Linked DNA regions of Sus scrofa: region 2 is linked to region 1. The links are chromatin contacts, called in public HiChIP or PLAC-seq maps. All regions are on one chromosome and are shown on one strand. The core of a region is the stretch at or near the end of the contact, and the rest is flanking DNA. Distances in the headings are between cores, read along the strand shown.

The links. HiChIP or PLAC-seq counts read pairs in DNA pulled down with a chosen protein or histone mark.
Region 2: an H3K27ac HiChIP or PLAC-seq map of alveolar macrophages shows a contact between it and region 1. The contact joins two enhancer-like sites. A contact is called at or near these places in 1 of 47 Hi-C or Micro-C datasets (epiblast stem cells) and 1 of 2 datasets of contacts at active chromatin or transcription factors (alveolar macrophages).

What each region holds. Positions count from the first base shown.
Region 1 is chr6:131,445,827-131,453,325 of Sscrofa11.1, reverse strand. No RefSeq gene overlaps it. Among named protein-coding and RNA genes, the nearest start is that of ADGRL2, 920 kb to the left of the region's middle. Within about 2 kb of position 4,840, at least 2 of the 83 cell types and tissues checked have an H3K27ac peak or open chromatin away from gene starts, as enhancers often do. A contact at or near this core is called in alveolar macrophages, where this site is marked.
Region 2 is chr6:131,703,930-131,711,428 of Sscrofa11.1, reverse strand. No RefSeq gene overlaps it. Among named protein-coding and RNA genes, the nearest start is that of ADGRL2, 660 kb to the left of the region's middle. Within about 2 kb of position 4,543, at least 3 of the 83 cell types and tissues checked have an H3K27ac peak or open chromatin away from gene starts, as enhancers often do. A contact at or near this core is called in alveolar macrophages, where this site is marked.

The sequences.
Region 1 (7,499 bases), core at 3,591-6,090:
ATTTTTTTTTTTTTAATCTCTCTTGTTCATTGCTGTATGCCCAACTCTTTAGAAGGATATCTGACCTTAGTAGGGACGCAGTGAGCATCTGTTTAATGAATGCTCCGGCTTATAATCTCAAATACTACCAGCGATCTATCTGGTAGATCTAGAATGTCCCAAGAATTTGATCTCGATTTCTCTTATCAGCTATTTCTAAGCAAGATTTTGATTAGGGGATATGTTGCCAGAAGAAGGTAGCACAGTGTGGAATTCATTTTTCTGCTGAGGGTTACTGGAGGATCACTGGTATTATGTGGGTTTCAGTAGTGCTCCTTTGGGATCGACATAGGCAGGAAAACCTGGGGTTCCCAACAGGAGTGGAAAACTGTCTTGTTAGTATTTTTTGTTTCGTTGTAATTTCATATTGTCCTGGTTGAGTAGCTTCCAATGATTCTTTGGCCTTCACAAAGATTCTGTGAATTGCCTAATATGATCCAACAGTGTGTTTTCCCTACTAAGAGGAATAGAGCCCCCAGTGCAGCATTTCTTACCATCTTGTCTTCTATCTCAATCCCACAGTCATGCCAAACACTCTGCTACCACCAAACTCCAGTTTCAAGTGTCCCATTCCTTAACTTCTGTTTTTTCCTCCAGGATGCAAATTCAAGTTTTCTTGCCTCAATAGTTCTTTGAACCCTTGGGTCTACCCTTTTCACTGTCCATTGTTTCTATTCCTGTCCTGACTTCCTTCCTTAGTCGGTTACTCCCTGATCCATTATTATAATAATATTTTGCACTTGTTAATTCTGACCAACCTCATTTTACATTCAACACTCAGAAGATCAAAAAGCCCATTAGTGTTACCCAGCTGGCCTAATGCATCTATTTATATTCAGTCAGTTACCTCTAACATATGTGAAACAATTTCTTACCATGTCCTTCTCCTCTCTTCTCCCCGTCTGTAGGATGCCCAAGAGACTGGCCCTATAGTTGTACCACCAAACCTACCATCCCACTTGTGTTTGCAGCCAAGTAATCTGCATTGGTTGGCTGTGGTCCTTGGACTGTCCCTGGTCTGCAAAAACCACCCCATATTTTTGCATTCTGAATCTTACCACCTCAGCTACTAAAGGACCTGGGGATTAGCTCCTCTCAGTTTGAATTATCAACATTTCCTTTCTTTCCTGGATTGTTCCCATCAGTGTAACATATACTGTAACATATCCAAGTAATAATTATACATTGATCTCAGTACATTCTCCAGTGAATCAAACATTTCTCTGCTCTCTTCTGTAGCAAACTTCCTGAAATGATTTGTCAATGTTCATAGTTTTTGCTTTCCTGCATCTGTAGTCACCCAGGACAAGCTGCCACCACCAGTTTTGACCTGGACCACTGTAGTAGCCTCTTCTGCATCTCCTTGCCTCCTCACTGACAGACCTGTACTGTACTTAGAGCAGCCATAATCAGCTTGTATATAAACAGTTTTTTTGGCCATGCCCAGGGGCATGCAGAAGTTCCCAGGACATTGATCTAACCTGCACCACAGCAGTGACAATGCCAGACCCTTAACCACTAGGCCACCAGGAAACTCCTCAAATGAGCTTTTAGAAATAAAAGTAAAGTCAAGTCCCATCTTGCTCATAACTTTTATCTTACTAAGATAAAAGCCATAAGTCTTTGCCGGAACCTATTAAAGCCCAAGTTGGCATCAGGCTACGTTTCTGGCCTCATCTCCCATTCCTCCTACCTTTCACTCTCTCTGCTCTCCTCTTTTCTTTAAACATCTGCAAGTTGGTGAATTTGCTGTTCCCTCTTCCCCTAAATGTTGTCATTTCCCTCACTTAATTCAGAATTTTGCTCAAATGTTACCCTTCCCTGGAGGATTTTTCTCCCTACCCTATCTGCAATAGCTGCCTTCCACCCCAGTTGCTCTTTGCTTAGCTTGATTTATTTTTCTTCAAATAACTTATTCGCTCTGCCAAATATTATGTGTTTATTTGCTTATTGTCTACTTACTCCCACTAGAATATTGTCTTCATTTTGATCATTGCTATATCTCCAGTGCTTGGAGGTGCTGAATAAATATTTGTTGAATCAATGCCTGGGGTCCTACAAGAGCAAAGAAGAGTGAGTGTCATACTCTTCCTAAGAAGCTCTTCTCAGAGGAAGTGACTCTGGAACACGTAATGAGTAATGGGTCATATGTCAGGCAACAAGTGAAGAGGACAGGAGAGAATATTGTGAGAGAAGGGATGATATGTTCAGAAGCATAGAGAAATAGACATTTTAATTCTAGAGAGAAGAGTACTTCCTTTATAGATAGAGCTTGGGAGTGGATGGGGCTGGGGGTAGGATGGAGTTTTCAGAGATGAATCCAGAATGGTAGACACTGTGATAAATGTGTTAGGTTTGCTCTTCCAAAGTTTAGCAATATAACTTTATGAATACTGTATGTACCATTCCAAATATTTTTTCCTACATTTTTCATATGCTTATTTTATTGGTATTGGAAGGAATATTAAACCACTCTATATTGCTGTGAATGAAATGATGCAGAACTAAAAATCCAATTGCCTAATTTATATCTTCCTTTTTGAAAAACACATCTACTGCTTCTTGTATTTTCTATCCTCCACCAAGTGGTATAGCTTTATATATAAATTATATACATGCTCTATTCTTATAGGAAGTGATAAATCAGAGATCAAATCTTTTTTTTTTTTTTTTGTCTTTTTGCCATTTTTTGGGCCACTCCTGCGGCATATGGAGGTTCCCAGGCTAGGAGTCCGATTGGAGCTGTAGCTACCGGCCTACACCAGAGCCACAGCAATGTGGGATCCGAACCTTATCTGCAACCTACACCACAGCTCACGGTAACACTGGATCCTTAACCCACTGAGCAAGGCCAGGGATCGAACCCGCAACCTCATGGTTCCTAGTCGGATTCGTTAACCATGGAGCCATGAAGGAACTCCAAATTATTCTTTATTTGAATGAACATGTTGGTTTGTGTCAATCTGATTCAAGAATAGTAAAGGAAGAGGATTCTTTTTATCCTACACAGTGGTTCTTAATCCTTTGAGACTGATAAAAGCTGTAGATAGTCTAACCAGAAAAATACACTAAACAAACATAAGTGATTTTGAATAAAATTTTTGAAGGCGTCAGATGCCACACTGAGGCCATTTGTACGTCACTTAATATCCAATGGCTTAGTTAGTATACCCCTTTCTAATACATTTACTCTATTGCATATGTGATACCTAGTAAGTGAAAAAGTATGAAATGAGTCAACTTTTTAAAATTAAATACTTTAAAGGATTATTAACATATGCTATATATGCCCATCTGTATGCCAGTCACCATTAAGGAGAATGATGTATCCTTAATAGTGTTAAATTGTTCAGGATTTGCTCCTGGGCCAAAATTTTATATTATATATATACATTTACTTTGGGCCACTGTACATCCACCAGAGGAGATATATATATATATGTATTTTGTTAAGCTTTGTCAGTGTTTTGGGGGGGAGGGGGTTGTTTTTGATTGGTTGGTTGCTTTTTGCTAGCCTAAACTTCACCTCAGAACTACTGAATGGTAATCTCTAAGATAGGGCCTGGTTATACATATTTGGAAAATTTTCATATTGGAAGACACAACTTTTTGTATATAATATATAATATCAATAATATAATACATTGTATTATGTATAATGAAGTACAAAATTATATTTTCTGAGGTATAGGCACATGGATAAAATGAGCAAAAGGAAGGGAAAATTGTGGATAGACAATTCTCTGCCCCTCTTTTAAGAGCTGAAAAAATAATGACAGAAAAACATTTTCTCGGCAAAATAGGGTCATTTAGAGAGTATGTCTATAACACTGAATTCAGTAGATAATGGTAGAGGAAAAATGTCATGAGATCATTAGCTTCATAGAAGTTAAATAACATGCTTTTGAATATAAATTGAAGCAATCATGGTTTTATCAGATATATTTGTTAATATTTGAAAGATATTGTGCCAGGATTACATTGGGTAAGTCATTTAACCTCTTTGAGACCAATTTCCTCATTTGTAAAATGTGGATAAAGCAACTTGCCCAGTCTACCTCATAAACTTCATTTGGAAGCCAATATTACTATATATGTAAAGGTTCATTGTAAACAATAAAATATAACTCAAAAGTTGTTACTTCACAAGAGGAGGAAGCTATGCAGTGAAATTCATGAGTCAAAAAAGAGTTGTTCCAAATACATCTGACATATTTTCCCAAAAGTTACATAAATTCATGTGATATTTCTGTTTAGAGTTTGTTTCTCTCAGATTTCAGAGCACTTGACCTAAATGATCTTTGTATTAAATTGCTGTCCATGAGGTAGTTTACGAGTGCTATTATATTAACTGTTTAGAAATAAAGCCATTTAGAGATCTCGATTTGCACAGGAACAGTGTATAGGTAATGAAGCTAGAAGTAGAATCATTGTCTCAGTATCTGTCTCAGTTTTCTTCTGAGTCATAACATCTAAAGTAGGGCCTGGGTATGCATGTTTGGAAAATCCTCGCAATTTAGAACACAACTTTTTATATTTTGAGGGGAGTAATTGCATCTAATATTATTGAACTGTACTGTACTGTATGCATCCATCAAACTCAACGGTATCAAATTAAACTTAGCCATCTCCAAAACAAACTCATCCAGCCTGACCTCCCTCTCCCTTCGGTGTCCTTACCCCTGTATATACATGTCTTTTTTTTTTTGTAACAGTTTCTGAGTTCTACATTTCTACCCCAATGAAAGGCATCACTGTATACTCAGCAGTGAGGTAGTCTCTCTTTTACTCAACTCTACTCTGCAAATGAATTAATTAGCATTACTCATTACTTCTGCTTTCACTGTCCTTTGCTTTACTTCAAAATTGCCTCAGTCTTTACCTAGTGTATTGCATAATCCCTGTTAGTGGGTTTCCTTGTCCATCCTTATTATCTTCAAATTACCTTTGATGTTCTAAATCAGAGGGATCCCAGCGTTCTTGCTTAAAGCTCTTCAATGACTATCAGTAGGATAAATTTGGAACTATTTTGGGCAGCAAAGAGCAAGTTCTTTATGACCAGGCTTCTATTTACTTCTCCCATTGTAATTACTGCAGCTCCACTTCATGTCTGTTTTCACTTTATCGCATGTCCATATGACCATGCTTTTCATGCTTCTGTAGCATTGTGCATACCTGGACGACTACAGAGATCCTTCATTTGACCCTTGGCTCTGGTCTTTTCTTCTTTTGATCCATATTCTGCATACCTGTAGAAGTTGGGGATATACACCTGTGTTCTAATTCTGTCTCTGTTATTTAATCTTTTCTGTGATCTTAGGCAAGTTACCTCCCTGTACCTTAGTTTGCCCCTATGACTTGCAGGGATGTTACAAGGTTTAGACTTAATACATGGAAACTTTACAGCACAATTTCTGGACACCTACACCGGTATTTTCTAGTCCTTGATTTTATGAATCCCTGTTTATGAGGTTAACCTAGGTGTTTTATATAGCAAAACTCACATGTTAAAATTAGTTGGCTTTGAACAACTGATGTGTTATCTAAATATACAAACTTCATTCTGCGTGGGCTTATCATCTTTATACTTTTTGATAGATTTGGAGGTAAAAAGTAAATAAACTCTTGGCACTTATAATCTATGCTTTTTGTCATCAGTGTCACAAACTCTAAAACTTTTTTTAGGCATGTAGATAAATCTGATAATGATAATGCATTTTGTAAAATATTTTATAGCATCATATCTTTTTTCTTTTCTTCTTTCTTGAGGGTGGCCTCAAAGTCAACAACCTGAAACTGGCTTAACTTTTGTAAAAAAGCAGTAAAATGCTTTTAAAGGACCATGAATTGATCAATCTAGAGAGGTAATGTTACAAACTATAGCATTAACTTCACTCAAAATTTAAAAAAATCCGTAATGATCTATAAAAGAGAGTAAATAGCACTTTAATGAAATCTGAAAACAGTACCAATATTTGCAAGAAAAGAGGAGTCCTAAAAATGGACCATACTGTCTTGGAACAGAAACAGGGCTTATAGCTAAGTAAGATTTAAGCGTAAAGTGGGACAAATTAATCCGAAAAATACATGCTCAATAGGCAGAAATGGCTGCTAGTGTGAGGCATGCGAGCTGCAGGGGCTCATGGGCAATTCTCCCTAGTTGGAGAGTGCCAGAAGGAGAGTGGCTGAGGAGAGGCATTTCCTTTTGCAAAGATCTTCTGAACATTATCCTAATCTCATCCTCTCGGGAAAATGGTAAACACAAAACAGTTGGCCTGATGGGTGATATATATTTCCTAGGGGCGACCTCTCAGGAAAAAAGGAGAACCAGTCACTGGATTTATTTTAGATAAGTAATAGAAACCAGAGAATCATCCAAGGAATATCAGAATAGTATAAATGTCAAAACAGCAGAGTTCATTTTTATACAACATCCCGGGAATTAAAATGAGAAGAAAGGGTGAGAAAATTAGTGAAGTCAAAATTTACTTCTGGTGTTGGGGGAAAACAGCCTGTGTCCAAGAATTCTACTCTTCAGAAGTAAACTGCTCCGAAGTGGTTGAAAACTATGACACAGAGCACACACTAATTTCCACATGACAAAACCCAAGATGTATCACTCCAGAACAATCTTCTGACAGAGCAAGATTGAATGGATAACCTGTTTGGTCTTTTCCATCTCCAGCTCTTTTTCATTTCCACTTCCATTATTCTATGAATATACAAGAAAGGTAAATATAATATTGTTAAAGCTCACGTATGATCTATTGACTCCCTGTATCTTTAAGATAACACGTGTACATTGTGTTTTTATACCTGATAGTGCATTTTTTTTTTAATGAATAGGCATGAATAGAGTAAACAGACTCATAAAGCCTGTGTAAAGTGTCAGTGTGTAAGTTACTGCCTGTGGTGTCTTGGGGCTGCATTAACTTATACACGTAATATTTTTCCTTCCTCTTCTCTCTCTCCTCCCCTTTTTAATTAATAGATTTTCTTACTCATGAGCATTTAGCATTGCCTTGTTTGCTTGATGTAGTTCCCTTTGGGGTTTCCCCTGTGGATGTAATAGAAGGACATGGGGAAACAGTTTGATGAATCACAATTTGTTGAAGGCAGTTATGGTAGCAGCGATAGAGAAATGGAATATTTGCAAAATGCCAGAGGTGAAGAAATAGGACACACATGATTAAAGTTGCCATAAAATCAAAGCTGTCAAAGCAACAAAAGCCATAAAAAAGAAATATTCTGGCAGCGTCACTCTCCCCCCACAACCAGGGGTGCCATGAAGCATATTACTGAAGAAAGTCCATTAGGAGCCTCGGAAGAATTTTTTCCCATTGACTATGAAAACATGTGCTGAGCTATAAATGTTCTCTACCCCAGGAATTTTAGCTTGAGACACCTGGGAACTGCAACCTTAAAGCACCATTCAGAGCACAAACACTGGCAGCCCTGTT
Region 2 (7,499 bases), core at 3,294-5,793, 260 kb before region 1:
GCAAGTTTGTGAAGAGGCACAGAGATGATTAGACTGCTGATATTTATTTAATCTAGAAAAAGAGGTGCTTAGGGAGTTCCCATTGTGGCTCAGCAGTAATGAACCCGACTAGGAACCATGAGGATGCGGGTTCGATCCCTGGCCTTGCTCAGTGGGTTAAGGATCCAGCATTGCTGTGAGCTGTGGTATAGGTGGCAGAAGCAGCTAAGATCTGGCGTTGCTGGGCTGAGGTGTAGGCTGGCAGCTGGAGCTCCTATTCCTCCCCTAGGATGGGAACTTCCATATGCTGCGGACACAGCCTACAAAAAAAAATAAATAAGGAAAAGAGGTGCTTAAATAGTGGAATTATTATTATATCAAAGTGTACTAATTAGTTTCATTTCTACAAAAGAAAGAAAAAACAAAAAGTGGATTTTGCAGGATAATTTATATCGTAGTGAAGGCACTTTAAAAATTCTGAGATACCAATTTTGCAGTGGGTTATGAAGGATGATTTGAAAATCTTTTCAGATGATACTTAAAAACAGAAGAGATTTTCTTCTATCTCAGGTGCTTCTGTTTCAGGCTAGAAGCTCTACTAAAAATCTTCCAAAGGACCCCTTGGGTTGTGATTTCAAATCCAGACTTTATGCAATACAGCTTTCAAAAAGCATGTTTTAAATAGATCTTACAGCTTGATAAAACCAGGTTTCAGCCTGTAGGCTGAAATAGTCCTCCAATGTTATGGAGTCCACTTACACGCAGGCCTTGATTTGTTACCAGATCAAGCTAATGGAGCAAGTTATTCGCTTCACCCAAATAACTCTCTTTGGGGCCTGAAAATTAGATATCCTCTCTGGGTTCATATGAAGCTGGTTAAATGACATAACACTGCGAAAATGCCTAACCCAGAGCATAATCAAAAGAGACACCTCGGCAAATAAGACTTAGAACATTAGCAGAAAATACAGTTGAGAATTGGGAAATACATACTCATATAAGCAAATATTCAAAGTTGGGCTTATGTTAGTGCTACAAATTATATATATATATATATATATATATATATATATATGTATGTAAATGCTATTATATATATATAAATGCTTTTTAGGGCAGCACCCATGCCATATGGAAGTTCCCAGGCTAGTGGTTGAATCAGAGCTACAGCTGCTGGCCTACACCACAGCCACAGCAACTTGGGATCCAAGCTGCATCAGTGAGCTACACCATAGCTCAAGGCAACTCTGGATCCTTAACCCACTGAGTGAGGCCAGGGATTGAACCCATGTCCTCATGAATACTAGTCAGGCTTGTTACCACTGAGCCACAGTGGGATCTTCTGATATATAATATTTATAACCTTCATGCAGATAGTGCTGATTTGGGGCCAGACACTTACTGAATCCTTCAATACTGCTGTGGAGGAGGTACCGTTATTATCCCTTCCTAAGGTGTAGAAACCAAGGCACAGAACTGGCCGTGAGAAATGTGGAATGTGAAGAGAGGAGGGGACTGTCTCTTTTGGAAAATAGCCTGAGGACTGATTGTGGGAGGTTTGGAACAATGTGGGAAAAAGTATGTATGTTATTCTAGGTGAGCCTTTGCCTGTTTCTGCGGAGAGGAAGGACAGATCACCGGTGTGCATAGAGCATTGTGTTTCTTATTCCAGTGGTGAAAGATGGCAGAGGGGAGAACTGTGGTCTTGAGATACTGAAGAGGTTGGATATTAGGGTAGAGAGAGAGAGATGAGTGGGAATGGAGAGGGGGTCTGGTTTGAGGGATTGTGGAGGAAGGATGGGCAGGACTTGATTGCTCATTGTATGTCTGGGAGAGGGAAAGGGAAGTTGAGGATATTTTCTATTTATTAATTTAATTTTTCTTTTTTTTTTTTTTGTCTTTTTAGGGCCACACTCTCAGCATATGGAAGTTCCTGGGCTAGGGGTTGAATCAGAGCTGCAGTTGCCAGCTTAAACCTTGCCATAGCAACACCAGATCTGAGACACATCTGCGAACTAAGCCATAGCTCACAGCAATGCCCGATCCTTAACCAACTGAGCTAGGCCAGGCATTGAACCTGTATCCTCATGGATACTAGCCAGATTCGTTATCGCTGAGCCACAATGAGAACTCCTTTAATTTAATTTTTTAAGAAGGATATTTTCATGAATTGTATCTACACAGAGCTGACTATAATTTCTGAAATGTATTGATTAGCTATGTCATAACTTTCATAATTTTAACATTTGTTTATTCATATTTTAAATATCCTGCCAAAAACCCAGGTCTCTTTATACATGAAAAACAAAGCCAAGCATATTTTTCAATTTGTGACTAAATTACAAAGAGATTCAGATAGACTCAAGCAGTTAATGAAATAGAGTAGCTCAATAAATGTTTCTTGAATGAATGGGTCAAAAGGCAGGTAAGCTGACCATCTCCCCCAGATCAGGATGGTGAATTCTTCTAAAGTTGAAGACTTCTTGGCAACTTTTTTGAGCCTAATCCAAAATTTGAACAACAAAAACACAAGTGACAGGATTGACATGCTCACAACTACCAAGAAAGTAAAGGAAAAGAAGAAATTTGAGAATCAGTACTTCCGACTGTGCAGGAAAGGAAATAACACCATACTGATTGTGAGCAAAATAGTAAGACCCTCAACTTCCTTCATTCTTTCTAGTTTTTCTTGGCATCTGGATCTCTTGATCTATTCTTCTCTCTCCTTCCATACTAATCTTACCACTCAATTCAATTTTTCGCCCTTCTTTCAGTTCATGCTCTCCCTCATTCTGGAGACACCTCAATTTTCTTCTAATTGCATACCTTTATGGCTTCCCCTCCCTGTGTCTGGAGTACTTCCCCTGTCTGAATCTGCCAGATAACGTCCCTTACAGCCTTCAAAAGTCCCTTTCATTTTCTTTTTCCATGTAGCCATCCCCACTAGGCGTGTGTGATATTGAATCTCTCTTGTATTCTAATGTGCTCCTCACTCACTCCTCAGAAACCACAACTGCTGAACTCAAAATACAATGCAATACTTATTTAGAATAGGCTTGCCTTTTCTCTATTATCACCCAGGTTGGATAATTCTATTTTGACCACTTTAATATCATGTGGTCTGAAATGCAGGCCTGTAGACAACAGGAATTGATTCTGTTTAACTCAGAAAAGTGTAAGCCCAGCACAAAGGAACTAAATGCACTATTAATAAGTATTGCAGTGGGTGGACTGGAGGATATTATGCCTAGTGAAATAAGTCAGATAGAGACAGACAAATACTGTACGGAATCACTTATAGGTGGAATAAAAAAAAAAAATAAAACCAACCAGTGGATGTAACAAAAAAGAAGCAGACTCACATATTCAGCGGATCAAACTAGTGCTTACCAGTGGGGAGAGGGTAGCAGGGAGGGGCAAGACAGGGGATTAGGAGGTATTAACTACTATGTATAAAAGTTTTAAGTATTGCAGTGGGTACCATTCTGTAACACTGAAACTAAGAATCAGATGAAGGCTGCTTTGTTGAAGGGCCATATTCTGACTGTATATTTGTGTTTCATGGTGCAAGGGTTGAACCATGAGCATAGAGATTCTCTTGAAGTCAGAGACGGTGGAACAAGAAGAAGGGGGGGGGGGATGAAAATCTTGTGCATTAAATCAAACTCCTCATAGTAAGTCAGTCTGCCCTCTGCTCCCAATGGGGGTGTGTTAGTTCTTCCCTACACCCTGGTTTCCACGGCCTCATTATTTCTCCTCATCCACTCTCCCCTCTGCTTCATTAGCTAATCATAGAGCAGAGCTGCTCCACCAGCATGCAGTTTCTTCTCACTCTGTAAGTCAAGCTAACACTCACTGCTTAATCACTTTTTTCTCAACAGGTACGGATAATAAAACAGTGGGGAAAATGACAAAATTTAGTGCACCATTTTCCATGTTAGGAGTCAGGCACTAACTTTTTCTTTGACATTCACTCACAGTAGCACAGCGAGAAACTCACGCAGGTGCGACCTCAGCATCCTCAATCCTGAAATAGGAATCAGCGGTATCTTCCGGTTCAAACCCTGGGCCTGAACTGACTGCGAGATGGCAGCAGAGGTCCGAGCAAAACCCTTCAGCCCTCTCTTCTGCGGGACTTACCGCAGTCCCCAGTGGGATCGAGGCAAACATTATGAAATGCAGATCTGGAAGGGACCTACTTCAGGCTCCTGTTTATAGATTAAGAAACCAAAGTGCATGAGTAGATGTGACTTTCCCAAGTGACTCTGGCAACTGAGTGAAAATGGGACTTGCGTAATATGACTCCTGTGACAGATTGCTGGATTAAGTAGCATCAGTGAACTCGGATAAACATTTTGGCGTTTGATTTTATTGTATCCCTGTAAATAGTTTTTTAGGAAGCAATTCACGGAATTGAATTACTTTGTGATCAACTGAGAACAAACATTTAGGAACTAATTTATGGAACTGGCCACAGTTTTGTGATCAATTAACTGCTTGGTTTCTTAGGACGTCTTCCGAGAAAGAGGATGAAGAAAATACTGTGGGAGTTCCCATCGTGGCGCAGCGGAAACAAGCCGACTAGGAACCATGAGGTTGTGGGTTTGATCTCTGGCCTTGCTCAGTGGGTTAAGGATCCGGCATTGCCGTGAGCTGTGGTGTAGGTGGTAGACACGGCTCAGATCTGGTGTTGCTGTGGCTCTGGTGTAGGCCAGCGGCTACAGTTCCAATTAGACCCCTAGTCTGGGAACCTCCATATGCCAAGGGTGCAGCCCTGGGAAAAAAAAAGAAGCTATTATATCTCCAAACAGTATGAAAGGAGGACGGAAAGAGAGAAAAAGATAGTCTCTCATCCCCATCTCACAATGGCCAATCTTTGCCTCTTGGGATTCGCGCTCCCTGATGCTTCTGCTATGCATCTGCATGGTTGAGGCAGCATCATCTGCATCAGCGGTGAAATTGGGGTCCCCAGGCATGAGGTGAGGTTGCTGTGAGCAACACGTGGGCCTGGGAGCCTCTGCCACAGTGGACGGCAGAGACCAGCTGGCTCCCGGATGGCTGATGGATGAGATCATTGCTCTAGTGATCCCAGCAGATAGCACAGCAAATGAGCAGACCTTGGGGCAGAAGATGAATAAACTGCAATGGCTTGAGTTTTATAATTCTCAAAAGACAATAATGCTATAGCTTATTTAAAGATTAAAGGATATAATGTTCTTAGCACAGGGCCTGGCACAAGCTCACTGATAACTAGAGGCAAAATAAAATAAAATAAAATAAAATAAAAGTAGTAATAATATAACTTGTTAAATATACATGGGACTTTTGCATACATATTATCCATCATCCTTTTATTAGAGTCCCGGGCAGTAGGAATTGCAGCTCATTCCTACTTTACTGTTGGGGAAATAGAGGCAACTGAATTCTTCCAAAGTCAGTCAGGACTGGGTGATGGAGCTAGACAATCCAAGAACAGAAGTCACATTTCCTGTGGCCAAAATGTACAGTTCTCTTTCTTCTAGACTACTTTCATTCTTAGTCACCATAATTTTTTTTTTTCAGTAATTAATTGAGACTTGAAAGAGCCAGACAAGCAATGAAAAACCAACATGACTGCTAGGCCAGTGTTTCATCTTTTACTGGCAACCTCACTTTTGGTAGCTGTAATGAGCTGAATGTTCCTAAGAAGAAAGAATTCTTTTATTCTTTTACAACCTAAGGACAGTGAACCTATCGATGCGTATCTGATATATAAACCTGAAGCCTCTGGAGAGATTAATATAATAAACATTGTGGAAAAGTAAAATTCAGATTTATTTGTGAATCACTTTTTCATGAAAACACTAAAGAAATCACTAGCTGTTGTTTTTAGCAAGTAAGCAGATGGAATCTTGGGTATCTGGCAAAAAGAGGGTTATGAGAATTCTGGCACTTATGGACTAAATAAATTTTGATAAAGTGTAAGTTGTTTTGCTTCTAAGATATATATTAGTATACAAAACAACTGATATTCACTCACAGTAGCCAGAATCAACTTTATTTAAATGTTTCAAAACCATTTTTCTCTTTCACTCTCCCTCTCTCTCTCTTTTCCTTCCCTCTTCCTCTCCTCAATCTCTTCCTCCTTTCTTGATTCTTTCCCTTTTTTCTCTTTCCCATGCAAAACTCTTGTTTTTAACTGGCTTTTTATACTCAACATTATAATCTCAAATAATGTTTGGCGTTCAAAGGAAAATTTTATTTTTCTACAAATTTCTACTGCTTCGGCAATTTTCTGTAGTCATTCTCAGCACAATTCTAGTTAGAGGATTCCAGTTTTGTGCATCTTACACCCAGGGCTTGTTTTCCTGAAGGTGATATAGTCTGACATCCTAATAACCTGGTCATGTTGGCTCATACAGTGAGAATCATCTATCAGTTTGGTTTACTCCCCCCACCCTACCAAGTATACTGTGTAGTGACACACAGAGGCCCTGGCTCTGGTCACAGAGCACTAGAGAGCATTCTGGGAATTTACGCTCTTCATGAAGAAAAGCTGATTTGCCCAATCACAGTATTGTACAGTTGCAGGTGTATTATTTTTTGAATTTCAGAGATTTCAAGAATGCTCCTAAAATGGACTGAATTGCCAATAAAAATATCAATAGAAAATATTAGAAGATCTGATTAGGAGGAGCCATCATCCCTGAAGAATAGAAATTATTCCGAAAAATCCTCACCCAAAAAATGACTCCTAGAATAAATTTGGAATAACACATTGTCTGCTACAGTGTTTTCATAGCCCATGTCATTCCTTTCATGGTCTATGCAGACAAGTAGCATCAGGAGAAAACAACTCTTCCATTGAAAAGGTACAGAGGTGCAATTTTTGTCACCTTTGCAAACATGCTGGGGACTGGGACATCATTTCACTTTCAGCTACTCATGTGCAAGAAAAGCAGAGGAAAAGTATTAATGTGATACATCATTGCCTTTGCAAATTGGGAGAATAATTAAGTTTCTCCCTGGCTTCCATTAACACAGTTTGCCTTTGCTGGAACAATTCAGCCCCTACACACACCTTGGAGAGACTATTTTATGAAAGAAACAATGAGAAACCCCCAAAACTTGAGAAAAAATTCTTTAAAATACAACCTGTGGGTGCCACTAGTAGCCCAGCAACATTTTTGGTGGCCCTCACTGGGTTTCACCAAATGGTTTCAAACTGCAAATGCAAATTGAATTGAATTTTGTGTAGTCTATTTGGTATACCAATCAGGCACATTGTTCAAAGAAAAAGAGCAATTTTGTTAAGCAATTTTGTCGATCGTCAAAAGGATCAAATTAGTTGTAATGTAACTGTGATCATGGTCATATTTCTGAAGGAGGAATTTAGAAGCCAGTGAGAACAGAAGGGTGGGATGGTCAGAAAAACCTTACCGAGAACATGAGATCTGGGTCGCAGTTGGGCTGGTCATTCAATTATGATTTTTAGAGAGGAGAAGTTAACAGTGGAACATGGAGACCAGAGCAAAAGATCA